Linked DNA regions of Sus scrofa: region 2 is linked to region 1. The links are chromatin contacts, called in public HiChIP or PLAC-seq maps. All regions are on one chromosome and are shown on one strand. The core of a region is the stretch at or near the end of the contact, and the rest is flanking DNA. Distances in the headings are between cores, read along the strand shown.

What was found. HiChIP or PLAC-seq counts read pairs in DNA pulled down with a chosen protein or histone mark.
Region 2: a contact with region 1 is called in an H3K27ac HiChIP or PLAC-seq map of alveolar macrophages, with 5 times the contacts expected there. The contact joins the enhancer-like site here to the promoter of PWWP2B in region 1. A contact is called at or near these places in 12 of 47 Hi-C or Micro-C datasets (alveolar macrophages, embryonic fibroblasts, epiblast stem cells and 6 more) and 2 of 2 datasets of contacts at active chromatin or transcription factors (alveolar macrophages and skeletal muscle).

The regions. Positions count from the first base shown.
Region 1 is chr14:140,633,184-140,640,831 of Sscrofa11.1, forward strand. PWWP2B (PWWP domain-containing protein 2B) reads left to right here and starts at 2,623. Exons shown (of 3, transcript XM_021073880.1): 1 at 2,623-3,935. The coding sequence starts at 3,193. It overlaps LOC110256841 (basic salivary proline-rich protein 2-like), which reads right to left. Exons shown (of 2, transcript XM_021073882.1): 1 at 4,291-7,648. The coding sequence ends at 7,627.
Region 2 is chr14:140,678,396-140,686,043 of Sscrofa11.1, forward strand. LOC110256842 (a long non-coding RNA gene) reads left to right here. Exons shown (of 2, transcript XR_002338865.1): 2 at 225-666. Among named protein-coding and RNA genes, the nearest start is that of PWWP2B, 46 kb to the left of the region's middle. Within about 2 kb of position 3,341, at least 22 of the 83 cell types and tissues checked have an H3K27ac peak or open chromatin away from gene starts, as enhancers often do. A contact at or near this core is called in alveolar macrophages, liver and retroperitoneal adipose tissue, where this site is marked.

The DNA.
Region 1 (7,648 bases), core at 1,373-3,872:
CCCTTTGCAGACGCAGACGCCCAGGCGCAGGGCAGGTAGGCCAAGCTCAGCCAGCAGGACTCCAGCCGTCTGGCCCAAGGCCACGCTCACAACCCCCTCTCCCTATGAGCCCGGGAAGGCTTGTCCTCAGCCAGGCCTGCAGATGTGACAAGGGCAGCGGCTGAGGCTCCAGGCCTGACCCCGTGGGGCGGTCAGACAGAACACAGGCAGGCCTGCAGACCCAGGGCTTCCGTCCGACAGGATCTGTGGCCTGCAGGGGGAAGGGGACAGTGACAAGCACGACCACCGCGAGGGCTGCGCACCGGCTCCAGCCTCAAGGAGCCCCGTCGGCGCAGGCACCACACTCGGCCCCGGAACTGGGGTAGCCGAGCACGTGGTAAGTGGGTGCTTAGTGAGATGGGCACCCTGGCCCGGGCCCTGTCTCCTCCCTCCCTGCAGCTGGGGGGCTGACACGCCCCGCGGTGGCCTGGCCTGAGCACCCGGCCCTCACACGTTTTGCTCTGGGCGCTGGCTCTGGAGAAACCGCGACTTCTGACCCATGGCCCAGGCCCGAAGTCCCCTGACCCAGCAGCCTCGGTTCCATCTCGGAAGCACCTGTCTCTGGAAGACTGGGCTGTGCTGCAAAAGATCTGCCTGCCAGGCTGCTCTGGTGAGCGCCAGGGAAGGCAGTGGGAGCAGGCCGGGCTTGGAGAGGGGCAGGGGCAGGGCCAGGACAGCAGCCGCCTGGCCAGGCAAACCCGGAACAGGCTGGTGACGGCGGCGGCTCTCGTTCCGGTCAGAGGGAGGCTTCTGGGAGCCTCCCATCTCATGTTGAGTCAGAGGATGACAAAGGCATAATTCTGTTCTTGGCGCTGGGCAGGCTCGGGGGCTCTCCTGTGGGTGAGGGCCCCAAGGAGGGACGCTGAGCTGGGACGGCCTCCCCTGCCCTCCATGCCGACGCCCAGCCCATCTGACCAGGCCAGCCAGCCCTGGTCACTCTGCTGGTGCCCTGAACGGGCCAGGCCAAGGCCCCGGTGCTGGGTAGGCCTGGCAGTGGCCGTGGTGGTGCCCGCAGCCGGGGGAGGGCTTTAGGGCCGAAGTCCAGAGACCCAGGGAGAGGCCCAGGCTCCTCCCAGGCCCTGCCCGTGGGCAGCTCTCAGAGGGCTGCCGCGCAGGGGTTTCCCTCCAGGATCAGCAGGTAGAGGCCAGCCCTGCGGGGGCCGTGCAGGAGGGGGCACCAGGTCAGGAGGGGGAGGCAGCGGGTGGGGGCGAAGTGACCAGGCCCCTCTGAAGGACTCTGCCCTTTAGTCTGCGAGTCTGGAAACTCCCCAGGGCTCCCGGAAACGGGCTGGGTGGGGAAGCCGCAGGAGCAGGGGTGGGGCCGGGCTGGGAGTGGGCGGGCCGCCGGGTGAGGTCCCCACAGCCACCCTTTAAAATGCAAATCCGTCTCCTGTCAGCTGACTCTTCTCTCGCTATTCTAGCTCCTGGAGGAGGGGTTTTAAAAATGGCTCCCAAAGGAGGTTCCACTGTCCGCGCCAGGACGGCATCCCCTGTCCTGTAACAAACACCAGCGGAAGAGGCGATGGGCAGGCCCTGCACGTCCGTGGGCCGGGGTAACCTTGCTGAGCCGAACACAAGGTTCAGGCCAGCTGCGTGTCAGTAAATTAAAGATTGAAAGAAAGGGCTTGCAAGTTCACGCTCAGAGTTCAAGACACACAGCAGGCTGGGGCCCAGTGCTCCCCTCTGGGCTCTGACAGACCTCAGGAGCTGCAGGGTGGTCCCTGCCCCCCCCCCCCACACAAAGCCCAGCTGGTCGCCAGTGTGTTTGTCCTCCTACCCAAGCTGGTCCTGCAGACACCTGGGAGCCACCCCCGGGGACCCCCTTCCTCATCTCAGCCTCTGCACCTTTCAGGGCCCCTCCCCAGCACCCCCACCCCCGCCTCTGCGGTCCTGCCAGTACACATTTCTCTGGTGGTCGCCTGCTCTCCTGGACACCCCCCTCTGCACACAGTTCCCTGTGCACAACCCTGACCGCCCCACCCGGCTCCCTAGTGTGTCCCCAGCTCCCGGTGTGCTGTGTGTCCCCAGTGCCCAGGAGGAGTGGTGCCCAGCAGGCATCTCCAGCAGGCTGGCACCTCTGCTGAGCGGGTGGACAGGCTCTGACCAGTCCCCCCTCCCAGGGCCACCAGGGGTCCCTGTTGCCTGGCCTTTCTGCTCCAAAGTCAGCCTGACAGCTCGGGAGAGCTGAGGTCCAGCAGTCACCGGCAGGGCCGGCTGACCCTGGAGAGGTGGCTGTGTCCAGTGCTCAAGCCCCCCACCCCTTGGGGTCCCCTTCTGCGGGGTGGGGGTGGCTGGTGTCTGCGGTTAACTCAGGCCTGGCCGAGGGCAGGCGTTCTCTCCCCCTGCGGCCTCCTCTGGGGCTGCTTGGGGCCCCGACTCCGATTTGTAGGGCCTCGGTCCCCAGCGGTGTACAGGGCACGGAGGGGGCGGCGAGACACTGCGAGAGCCCCGGGGGGCCCCTGGCTCCGCCCGGGCTCCTCTCGGCCGGCTCCCCGCGCCGCGCGGCCGCCGGAGGGCAAGGCCGCGCGGCGCGGAGGCGGCCCCAGTGTCCGCGGCGGCGCCAGGGGTGGCGGCCCCGGCTCAGGTCCGAGCCGGGCGGGCTGCGGCCGGCTGGGAGGGCGGGGCCGGGCGGCGGCGTCCGAGTCGTCAGGACAACCGGCCGCCCGCGGGTCTCCCGCGCCCAGTCAAGCGCAGTGAGGCCGGCGTTGGGGGCCGGGCTGGGCCGGGCGGCGCTCAGGGCCAGGTCGCCGCAACCGGCCGGGCCCTGCGGGCGGCCCGAGGGGGTCCCGAGCCCCGTGGGGGGCGCGGAGGTGCTCGGGAGGGTCGGGAGCCGGCCCCGGCGTTAGGCCCCCACGGCGGCTCAGCGCCCCCCACGCCCCCCACCCGCCGGCCGGCTGCACGCGCCGGGGAGCCCCGCTCCGGCTCAGCGAAGGCAGGCCCTTCCATTGTCCACTGGCTGTGTGGCGCCCCAACCCCTCCGGCCGCGGCCGGGTCGCAAGGAACCTGCCATTTCCCGGGCGCCCCGGGGACACGCGAGCGAGATCGAGGACCGGATAACCCTCCCCAGCCCTGCTGCGGGCGGGCCAGGGCCGGGCGCGCGCGCGCTCTCGTCACCCGGGGAGTCGCCGAGCCCGCGGGGGTCAAGTGCCCCCCATGCGGCGAAGGCGAAACTGGGCCGCTGCGGCGCGCCCGCTGGTGTCCCCTCGGCGCCCGCGTCTCCTCCGCCCGGCCTGCCGGGCTTCCTGCTCGCGCCACCGGGACTTCCTCCCCGCGGTGCCCGGGTGGCCACTCGGCGCCAGACCCAGAGGCGGGGAAGCCGGGGCGATGGCGAGGGAGGGAGGGCCGCGGCCGGGAAGAGGGGAGAGTAAGGAAGACACCCTGGGGCCGGGAGCGCCCGGCGACCCGAGTGGGCCCCCCGGCAGCGGAGGCGGGGTCCCAGGGGCCGGGCCGTCCTCCCTGCGCCCGCTCTCGGGTCCTTTCCGCGGGCGCTCGCCGCCAGCGTCGCCGGGGGTGGAGCGCAGCCCTGCCCCGTCCTGCCCCGTCCTGCCCCGTCGCGGTGGGGCTCCGCACTGCGTCTCCACGCCGGGCGTGGAGGCCGCACGGCCCGGCGCGCGTCTGCGGGCGCCGGTGGCCCGCGCGCCCCTCCCCGCGCCCCCGGCCCGCTCGCGGAGGCCGCCCCGAGCGGAGCTTTGTGACGTCAGGCGGCCGGCGGGCGGCGTCACGCGCGGGGCTGACCCGGCGCGGGGCGGGGGCCGGGCCGGGACGCGGAGCATGGAGCCGCGGGTCGGCTGCCGGCTGCCCGTGCGGGTGGAGCAGGTCGTCAACGGCGCGCTGCTGGTCACCGTGAGCTGCGGCGAGCGCAGCTTCGCCGGGATCCTGCTGGACTGCACGAAAAAGTGAGCGGGGGCGAGGGCGCCGGCCCTGGGACACCCCCGGAATCCCCTGGGGACCCCCCCCTCCCTGCTGGCCCCGGGCCGGGACCGGCTCCAGGGCGGGGCGGCGCGGGGCTGGCGCCCGCTTTCGGTTTCCCCAGCCCCGGTTTCGGGGTGCGCGAGCGCGGCCGCCACTCGGGGGGCAGAAGTGGTGCTCAAAGTCGTCGCGACTTTTCGGGCGGGGGACCGGCCGGCCGGGCGCGGAGCGCGGCGGTGGGCGCCGAGCCGGAGCCTGAGCGCAGCGCGGGGAGCCCGCGCCCCCGCGCCCCCCGCCGCGCCTCCGGCTCCCAACTCCGCAGGTCTGCCATAATTAACTCACTTTTCTTTGTTCAGACGCACTGTTGAATCCGGCTGTCTTCGGAATTGTCATCCGTTGGGGTGGGGGGAGTGGGTTCAGATGCGCGGCCGCACTTGCCCTGTCAGGTACTGACGAGTGGGGGTGACGTGGCTAAGGTCAGGGGGGCCTCGGGCTCCCGGGAGGAGTGGGCGCCGAGGCTTGGCTTGGTGGCCCGCAGTGGTTTCAGCGGCGGGGTTTAAAAACACTGTTTCAGTTTGAGGAGCTCTCCGTGGAGCAGGAATGGAAAGACACAAGTTGCAGAGCTGCAGGCTGCGGCCGGGAGCCGGGTTTCTCCGGTGGAGGGGTGCCCCCCTGCAGCCAGGGGCCAGATCCATCCTGAGAGGCACCTGTGCTCCGGCTGCAGGGATTCTTGCAGCGGGAAAGAGTCTCCTGGATACAGTGTCACATGGTCGTGAGCTGTCGCCCAGATAAATGATTAGGCATTAATCAGGCACTAATGTCTCTGGGCTTTGCCTGGGCCTTATTTTGAACCGGCTTTCTTCGCAGAGGCCCAACTTTTCCCCTTAGTGGAACCCAGATTTTGTACCGGCGGCGTGGATGTGGCAGGCACCCTGCTGGCGTTATCTCTTCATTAGATGTGCAGAGCCATTTATGTGCAAGTCATGTGACTAAACATACGGCCGTCCAGGTGGCTGTCGCCCTGCTCCTCCTTGGCTGCTGCAGCGGCTGTTTGGTGGGACGGAGTGACCCTCGGGGGCTGCAGGAAGCTGCCGAGCCTGTGCCCTGGGGTGGCTGGGGTCCCCGGCCACTGACGGCCACCACGTCCTCCCTCAGGCAGGGTCTGGGCCTGGGGCTGGGTGGGCTGCCCTCCTGCTTTCCTCCCCAGCCCCCCTGGCCTTTGCGCCTCGGACAGGAGCACTTGCAGGAGAGGCCGCGTCACCCCCGGTTCTCTGGGCTCCCTGACTCAGGCCCCGGGAGGCTGCAGCCTGGGGGTGTCAGCCAAGGCGCAGGCTCCTTGCTCTCTGCCTCCCACCGGGGCCCCCGCCCCCGAAGTCTGGGCACAGCCTGGTTTGGAGATGGACGCTCCCCCACCCTCGTGAAAGGCAGCAGGCTCAGCTGGGATCCCAGCACGGGAACTGGGAGCCGTAGGCCTTGTGGGCGTCACCCCTGCCGTGGCCACATTAGGCTGTAACTGGAGCCGCCACGGCACCGGGAACTGGGCCTGGGACGGGGGTGGGGTGGGGGGTGGGATAGTTCTGCTCAGCAGCGCCTCTTTCTGACCTGAGTTGCCCCCCCCCATCCCTGCAGAGAATCTGAGGGTCAGCCTGGCCTCTCCCCAGCCCTCTGGTTGTCCAGGGCTTCTGCCTCTCTCCGTGGTCACCTTCGGCTTCCCCCCGCCCCCGCGGTCCCTGTGTCTCACCATAACGTCATGCTCGTGTTTACGGCCTGCTTGGTGGGCCGGGGCCAGGGCCCGCTGGCACACGCTGGCAGAGGGTGTCCAGCCCCAGGCCTTGGGGTCTGCAGCACCCAGCCCCCTTCCCAGGGCCAGTGTCTCCTCAGCGCCCGCTCCCCTCCCCCCGTGTCACGGTGGCCGGGCCAGTCCGTGAGGCCCGTCCTGTCCCGGGGGGACACTGACAGGCAGGCGGGAGCAGCTGGGAGCTCTGAGGGCAGGCAGCCGCCCCGCTCTGGGAGCCTGCAAGTCCCAGGACCTTGAGCTGGTGCTGGGGCTGTTGAGGCAGCTGCCGTGTGCCCGCGCTGCTGCAGCCGGCCGTGTGCCAGTGACTGGCATAGGTCAGCACGTCTCCAGGGCGAGGGCAAGCCCGGGGCCTAGGGAAGCAGAGCAGTGCCCCAGGAGGACTGCAGGTTCCCAGTTCTCTCCTGGGGCACCCCCCCCCCCGCCACCAGTGTTAACTGTTAGTCATGGGGCGGTGCCCCTCCCTCGGTGCTCCAGGAGGCCAGGCCAGGGTCCCAGCAGGTGCTCAACACCCCACCCCTCTGCCCAGCTGCTATGTGAGCTGAAGCAGGACCCTGGGCTGCTTGGAATGCCTGCTGCCCCGTACCAGGTACATTCACTGAGCACCCACTGTGTGCCAGGAAGTGGCCTGAGTCCCAGGCGCACTGCTGCTGTGAACAGCCCTCTCAGCATGCCTGCCAGGTGGTGGTTCCTTCCGACCTGCAAGGATGCCAATGGCTCAGGCCCGCCCTGACCCCACAGCTGCTTCCCTCCAAGCTGGGGTGCCGGGCGGGCGTGGGCGTTATTTTGTGGGTGATTTGGGAACATACTTCTGCTTGAGGACCTCAGGTGGGATAGCCCTGGCTTAGGGGTGGCCCAAGGACAGCAGAGGGACAGTCTCACAGACAGTGGGCATGCGGGCCATCTGCCCGTCAGGGCTGGCCAAGCCCAAACCTCTGCCCCAACCGCTAAGCTGACCGGTCTTTCTCAAACTTCCCCACTGAGTCACCCAGGGGGCCGTAACCACACAAGCACCCCGGGCCCCTCAGTTGGAGCGGCTGCGTTTGGGCCTTTGTGATCCATTCCCCACCCTCGGGGTGGGGTGGGGGCTGGGCCTCTGGAGATTTGGCCAGCCAGGGGTCCCAGCCACAGCCTGTTCCTGGCCAGGAGTGCTCCCCTGCTCCGTCCCAGGCACACCCCTGCCGGTGGAGGCTTGGCACCTGGGCCAGGCCCTGCTGGGCTCGTCCTCTCTGCCCCCAGAGAGATAGAGGGACCAAGAGAGCTGTCCATTGCATCGTAGGGTGGCATGACCTGCTGCCAGTGGGCTGATGCCACACAAGGGGACCTGGCCCGTGTGGCTGGTCTCGGGAGCTGCCCCACCAGAGGGGGAGGGGTGTGAGGGCTGGAGGCCTGGCTTGTGCTCCTGGGGTCCCCTTGGAGGGCTGGAGAGGAACGCAGTCTTGGAGTTTGATCAGCATGTTGCTGATGCTTCTTAAAGCTTTGCCCCGGGACTCTGGGGGGCAGCCATGACGGCATCGCCCCACGCTCTCCCCTCAGACGCTGGTTGATATCTGTGGGGGGGTGCAGGGTTCACGGGCGGCCCACCCTGCCTTTCCTGCTGCAGGGGGCTCCAGCGCTTGGCTGTCTGTCTGCAGGGCTGAGGGACAAAGAAACTGCTGTGTACTTGCTAAACACGGGCGTGTGGCCCGGCCACAGGGTGGCCTTGCCGGCAGCACTCTGGCCAGTCTTAGGGCTGCTGGGGGTTTCCAAAGGCACCCGGCTCCAGGTCTGGTCTCTGGGATGTCTCTAGTCCCCATGCCACCATCCTGTCTCGTCTTTGCGGGACACCAGGGTGGCCCCTCCCCTGCAAGGGAGGTCCCAGGCAGCCGGGGACCTGGCTGAGGTCAGGCTGCCCTTGGGCACCAG
Region 2 (7,648 bases), core at 2,091-4,590, 46 kb after region 1:
CGTTTTTACGACAGCACCACACCATTTGAATGCTGGAGCTTTGTCACATAGACTGAAATCAGGACGTGGGATGCTTCCAACTTTGGTTCCTTTTCCTCAACTTCCAACTTTTGTTCCTTTTCCAGTTCCCCGGTCATCATCCCAGTTCCCCAGCTTCCAGCCCTTCCTGCTCCCCTTCCCTTACAGCTAGCTCTTCCTGCTCTTTGACCAATGCCGCTGCTCAGCCTCTCTCTTTAGGCCCAAACCAAGTCCTGGTTCCAAAGATTGAGTGGATGAGCCAGGCCTGCTGATGGTAGACACAGTTAACGCGGAGAACTTGGTCGAAATCACAGTCTTCGGACGACCAACTGTACAACATCGGGTGAAGAACGTCCTCCTTAGCCTAGCGTCGAGGCACCGAGAGCATCGTGCCCGAGCTGAAAAGATGGAACAACTCGAGGAGTTCTTGAAGGCCCTTGCATCAGGTCCCTAGAACCCCCAGCATCCTGTTGCATAAGCATTGTCAGGAGCATGAGAACAGTCCTGCTTCTGCTACTCAAGTTCAAGAGAAGCAAATATCCTTAAATCTCTGCATTTTTTTCCTGTGTCCTGATGGTTTATTATTTTGATGTAAATGTGAGTTTGTAATGCCACTGAGTAAATAAATGAATTTCCTTTTTTGTTCAATAGCATAAAGACCTTTTCTCACTAAAAATAAAAGCAAATTTATTAAAAAAAAAAAAGGCATCTTTTCCTCAAGATGCCTTTGGCTCTTTGGGGGTGTTTCGTGGCTCCATACAAATTTTAGGATTATTCATTCTATTTCTCTGAAAGAATGCCATTGGAATTTTGACAGGGTGGCACTGAATCTGTAGATTGCTTTGGGTAGTGGGGACATTTTTAACAGTGTTGAGTCTTCTGATCCATGAGCACGGGACACCTTTTCAGTTACTTGATTCTTTGTCAATTTCTTTCCCGAATGTCTTGTAGTTTCAATATAAAGGTCTTTGACTCTCTGGTTAAAGTTGCTCCTAGATATTTTATTCCATCTTACGTCATTATAAATAGGAATGTTTTCTTTATTTCTCTTTCTGCTAGTTGTTAGTGTACAGAAATGCCGCCGATCTTTGTGTATTGATTTTCGTGTCCTGCGACTTTACTGAGTGCATTTATTAATTCTAACATTTGGTGGCGTCTTTAGGGTTTTCTGCATACACTACCATGTCACCTGCAAATGGGGACAGTTTGACGTCTTCCTTTCTAATGCGAATGCCTCATATTTCTTTTTCTTGCCCATTTCCCTGGCGAGGACTTCCAATTCCCTGCTGAATGGATTGGTGAGAATGGGCATCTTGTCTTGTTCCATGTTTTTAAGCTGATTTTCTCATTACAAAACCAACCCATGCTTCTTAAAGAACACGCACAAAACCCCGACAGTCAGAAATCACCTTCAGCACCACCCCCATCCACCCAGGACGACTCCTTTAAGCCTGGTCTTGTCTTCTCAGAAACGTCATGGGGCAGGCATGTGTGTGGGTAGGTGTGTGTCTGTAACCCAAGTGAGCTCATAGGACACCGCTGTCTTAGAGCCAGATGTTTGACCAGCCCCAAAGGGTGAATGCTTAGTTCTTTTGAAATGTGCCCCTTACCAGCAGCATCAGGCGGAGCAGCTGGTGAAGGAGTGGAGGAAAGAGCGCGAGAAGACGGGGGCTCAGGGCCCTGTAGAGAAACCCAAGGACGTGTTTGCAGAACAAGAGACCAGGGGGCGTAGCTTGGACCCCACGGCCCTCGTCTCTGCTTGGGTGTGGCTGGGCTTGTCCACAGGAAAATGTTTTAAAGTGTGGAAAGGGGCCAGAGCAATCTGGAAAATGGAAGAAGATGTATGGTTCTTACAAGGTTGCTCTGGCGGACCCAGCGGGTGGGGCCGGAGGGCCCCTCCCCACCTTCTTCCAGCCAAGCTGTCCCCACCCTGCTCCTCCCTGAGTCCCTGGCGCTGACCACAGGCCCACATGGGCAGGTGGGAGAAGGGACCCCAGGCCTCGCTCAGAGGGGACCCCAGGCCTCGCTCGCTGGCATTTCATATTAAAACAAAAGTAATTCACAAGCGTCAGCAATGAGATAACCTTTAATGGGACTTTAATTTTCCAATGAATATTTACGAGCTGTTGCCAGGCTCAGCTGAGCGAGTGGGTGTCCTGGAGCCTGGGAGTTCCTGATTCTCGGCTGAGGGGTGATGGCCTGCTTACCGCTCCCAGGAGCTCCGGAAGGGGCCGGCCTCCCTGGAATCCTGTCCTCCCAGGCCAGGGCATCGGCCTGGCGCCCCCCACACCCCTTCCCACCTGGGCTGAGCACTCAGCCTTGGCCTCACCCCCCCAGCCCAGCCAGGGCTGGGACCCAGGATGTTCCCCTGTCCTCCAAGGGGGGAAGCGTGAATTCTCCAGCCCACTTCCTCTCCCGCCCGCCCCCAGTGTTATCAAGCAAAGACCTTGAGGTCTAAGCTTCTGCCTGTGTTTAAAGGGAGGCCCAGTGGTGAGAAGGGGCCTCTGGTTTGAAAGGGAAAACGCGAGGGTTTTTCTGAGTGACAGAGTAGCCGAGATTTAGGGTCTGTCCCCTTCCCCCTTAGGAGAAGTGCCGGGGCCCCTGAGTCCTCAGAAACAGTGAGGAGTCCTGGCGTCCCAGCGAGGACGCCCTGGTTACAGACGGTGCTGGGCCTTCTCTGCTGTGCACACGTCCTGCAGATGAGAGCTGGCTGCGTCCGTGGTCAGGGGCTGGCCCAAGCGAGAGCCTTGAGGCAGGAGGTTCCAGCAGTTTCCTTGGAGAGGCCCAAGGTGGAGGCCACAGCTGGAGAGCTGTGGTGACAGGCAGTCCGCCCTGGGCAAGGCTGACCTTGGGGGACAGAGAGCCGAGGCTCCGCAGCACCAGGCCGGCAAGGCTGCTCCCTGAGCCTCGGGCTGCTTCGTGGGCACGAGGCCCTGACACTGCCCCGCAGGGCCTGCCCCCCCCACCCCCTGGCCTCCCTCCGCACAGGCCTCACAGGGAGCAGAGCAGCAGGAAGGTACTTCTGGTCAGGGGGGGAAGACCCCCGCCCTCCTCCACCCCGGGGCCCAGGTAGAGGAGGGAGGGGGACAGGAAGAGGCGGGACCCCAGGGTCAGCTCTCTGGCTGGTCCTTCCTGCACCCCCACCCCAGGAAGAAGCCTGATGGGGGGTGGGTGTTGGGCAGGGCTCCACCCTGGGTCAGCGGGTCAGCCTCAGCTGCAGAGCATTCGGGAAGCGAAGCGGCCTGGCGGCCAGGGAGGGCTCCCTGACTGCTGGCCGAGAACCTCTCAGCTCCGTGCTGACTCACATTGCGAGAGGAGCAGAGGAAGTGCAGGGAGGGGCCGGGAGGGAAAGGGGGGGAGGAGGGGCAGGGAGAGGGGGAGGAGGGCCGAGGCTGGGCGCCTGGTGGGTCCCAGGGCCCTGGGCGCTGCAGGTCACAGCCAGGGGTCAGCAGGCAGCTCGCTGGCTCCAGGCCACAGGCCCAGGATGGGTGGGGGTGGGGGGTCTCCTGCCTGAGGGGAGCTGTGGGCTCAGGGCTGGACTTCCTGGGGGGGATCTTTGGCCTCGGGCTTGGTTTGTTCCGGCCGGAAGGGTCCCCAGGTGTGTCAGCTGGGCCGAATGGCCTGGGGTCCAAGGACCTGGGAGGTGGGCCTCTCCCTCTGCAGGCCCGGGAAGGCCAAGAGGGGCCCTAGGAGTGACCCGTGTGGCCCAGGGGCCTGCCCCCCACCCACAGGTCACAGGAGGAGGTCGGCCTGGCAGGGGCTCCTGGGGCCTTGGGCAGGGCCTGGGTGGGCCCGCACAGGTGGGGGCGGGTGCATGTGTGTGTGTTCCTGTGTGCACATGTGTGCATAGGTGTGTGTGTGCACGCGTGCACGCGTGGCTGAGTGTGTCCACGTGTTGGGGGGGTGGGGGGATGGGTGCGTGTGCGCACGTAGGTAGCCGGTGAGCCTGAAGGAGGGTGCCCCCCTCCCTCCCCAGGGACCCACAGGCATCCTGGGGTTCCTTCCCCCCCACAGACTGCAGAGGCCCCCTGGCCAGGAGAAGCGCCTTCCTCCCCATGGGCCGCCTATGCACCCCGCACCCCAGGGCCTGGGCGAGGCCAGGCAAGCAGGGTGGCTGGAAAAGCCGGTTCTGTGGGGCCACCTGACCCCAGCTGGCCTGTGCTAACAGGTGGATCCTGGGGCCAGGAAGGCGGGGCCCGGAAGGCTGGGGCGGCAGCGATCCCAGGGGCTGGGCCACCCCAGGCGGCAGAGGAGGCCCCCACCCCTGGACCCTCTCACCAGCTCCCAGGGACCAAGGGCAGCCACGTCTATGCGGGCCCCGCAGCCCCATCAGGACAGCTCTGAGACTCCTCAGACCCTGCAGGCAGGGGGCAGTGCCAGGGCGGCCAGGAGCGGTCCCCTGGTCTCCAGGAGAAGGCTACCGGCCTGCCCCGCGGAGGCAGGAAAGAAACCGCCCATCAAATTCTTAATTAAAGTCCAGCCTACGTGATGGCTCTGTGCCGGGAGCAGGGACCGCGACCCTGCAGGGCGGCCGGCCTCCTGCACAGGGCAGCGTGCTGGCTGCATACCCTGCTGGGACCGGGGGTTTAGCCCCAAAGGAAGGAAAGAGCCCCCCCCACCCCAGGGGAGCAGAGTGAGGCTGGCTCTTCCCTTCCCCCCCGCCCCTGCTGGGAGGGGTCCTGAGCCGCCTGGGCTCAAAGCGCCTCTGGGAACCTAGGGCTGTCCTGTGCTTTCTGGTCTTTAAATAAATTGTAATTTGTAAAGTGCTGTAAACGCTCTCATTATGGAAAGAGTGAAAATACGAAGAGACAGTGCCGTCTCGGGAGAGATGGAGACGAGGCCCGAGGTGGGGCGGGTGGCCGCGGGGGGCTGTGAGGGGGGTGCCGGCCCGTGGGGCTGTGAAGACCCGTCCGCGAGGCGGGTCAGCTGCTCAAAGGTCCAAGTCCTGGAAGCTCATCTGGGCCACGATGAGGACAGGTGGGGACAAGTGGGGTCAGCTGGGACTGGGTGGTCACAGCCCCAGGGGGCGTGGCCTGCATGGTGGCTCTTCTCCACCCCCGCCTTTGTGTGGCCCTGTGGACTTGGGGGTGTCCCCTGGCAGTGTAGCCCCCTTTTTAAATGCAGCTGAGTCAGTGTATAAAACACCACACCATCTTCCTAAAGAATTGCCTGATTTGTGGTGCAGCTCTTGAGATGGTCACCTGAGTTGTGCTGGCCTGGCCTGGCCAACACCACAGGCTGGACTTTCCCAGGTGCCAGGAGGGCACTGGGGCTGGGACAGGTGTGCCCAGGGTGCTGTGGAGGCGAGTCCCCCCACCACCGCCGGTGCTGGGACCCTCTGCATAGGCTGCCTTCAGGTGGCTGGACGGCAGCTCCCACAGTCCACACCCACCGGGCAGGCGGGACCTCAAGCAGGAGACGGCCTGTCCTCCCCGAGACCTGGCTGTGGTCTGGCAGGGGGCACGGCCCTCTCCCTGCGCCAGGCTCGCCATCCCCACCCCAGGGGTCCCAGCCAATCCAGCACTCCCCCCTCCCAGGGACCCTGGGGAAAGGGAGTCCCTGGAAAGTCAAGGGTGGTGGGAGGGGGCCCGGCCCTCTGCTGGGCAGAGGGGTCACCCGGAGCCACTGAGGAGCCCCTGCCCCCCATGTCGCCCTGGCCCAGAGTCCCACCTGCCCCTCTCCTCCCCAAGCCCCCTTCTCCTTGCACCAGCTCGGGCCCTTTTCCAGACGGCGGCCATGAGGCAGCGTGGACCCCCACGTCCAGGAGGCTCGCCCGGACTCGCAGGAGTGGATCCATCTGAGCCCCGACTTGGGGCCGTTGGCCGCTGGGCCTGGACCCGGGGGGAGAGCTGACCTCCGGCCAGGACTGTCACCACATCTCCACTGCCTGTGGTCTCGGGGTGGCCTCTGCAGGTGGCTGAGCCTTTCGGTGGGGAGAGACCCCGGGAGGAGCTGCTGGAGGACGGTGTGTGCCAACCCAGCCCTGACCAGGCAGGGGTGTGACCGTGCGGCCAGCGGAGCAGGTGGGGGCAGCTTGCAGAACTGGAGCGTCCAGGCCTGAGTGTCTGTCGTGGCGCGGGCCTCCACCCCCGGGCCTCAGTCTCTTCCTCTGTCCAGTGGGGCTGCCGATGGCTCCTTTTCGGGGTGAGTGAGGGCGAGGCGGGTGTCTGGAGAGGCTGACAGTGAGGAGGCCCCAGCTTTCCTGGGGGCGGCCCCGTGTCGGGGCCTGCAGGTGCCCCCCATGCTGCAGGCTAACCCAGGCAGCTGCTTGCTTTACGCGTGCTCAGCTGTGCCCACAGCCAGAGGCTCCGGGCCTCTGCCCTCAGCAGCACCACCGGGGCCTGGCCCAGCCCCGTCTCGGTCTCTGCCTTCCCGTTCGTGTCCTCCAGTTCCGTGACCCGGATTTCTCGGGGGCCACGGCTACAGAAGCCACTGGATGTCACAGACGCGTGAGTGTGTGTGTGTGTAGGCGGCGTGTCTGAGTGTGAGCACCTGCAGGTGTGCGTGTGCTTGTGAAGGATGTGCATGGCAGATGTGTGTGCAAGCTTGTGTGCACGTGGGTGTGGTGTCTGCGGAGGGACCCCTGTCCTGGGAGGCCCCAGGGCGCTCAGGTGGGGCACGTCCTGAAGCGGACAGGTCCTAACGCCTTCTAGGGGAGTGACCGGCGGGCCTGGGTGACCGTCCCCATCGGGCGACTGCCCGCTGGCCTGCCTGCCAGCCCCACCCGCTCCGACAGGGCAGGGGAGAGACGCTCACGTGCCTCAGAGGGACATTCCTGGGAGGCTGTCCAGGGGAGCCAGGCGCCCAGCGGAGGGCTGGACTTCGTGTGGCTTGGGGCTCGGGTGGAGGGGGTGCGGGCAGAGGGAGGCAGGCCCCGCCTGGTGCTCGTGTTGTGGAGACGTGGTTGGGAAGCTCGCCGGCAGCGGGGGAGAGGAGGGAGACAGGGATCCACTTGGGTGAACCGGGCACCAGCCTCGCCCAGGCGAGCTTGGCGCTGGCACCCTGTGGACAGTAGTGTCAAGGCCTGGGGGGCACAGGGAGCTGCGGCTGTTGGCAGAAACTGTGAGCCTGAGGGGGCCGCAGGGGGAGAAGCCCTGCAGGCCCCCAGACCCCTGGCCCAGGCACCTGTATTCCTGCAATACCCCCGGCGTGGCCCCTGAGCTGTCTGGTGTCTGGGAGCTGCCGTCAGAGCCCAGCTGAAGGAGCCACCTGGGCTCCAGCCCAGCCCTGGGGCCCTCTGCTGCCTGCTGAGCACCCAGCAACCTGGCCTGCAGTCTCTGGGAGTCCACACTGTACGGAGGTGTGGGGGCCTCTCCTGGCCATGCTGCAGAGGGCACAGCCGCTGCCAAGCACACAGCCCCCACATGCACAGGTAGTTGGGTGCCCACGCTGGCCCCGAGCCAGGCCCAGGCCCCTCAGCTTCTGGGGAAGGTGCTGGGCCAGCTCCCCGCCCATCAGACCTGGCCTCCAGGAGGCAGGGCTGACCCCCCATCCATGGGGAGTCGCTCCAGCTTGTGGGGGCCTCCCTGTTTCCAGCAGCCCTAGGACTGGCCCCAAGGCACAGCTGCGTGGAGTGCACGGTCCCTGGGCTCGGCTGGGGGGCCACGGGGGGAGGGGAAGCCAGAAATGT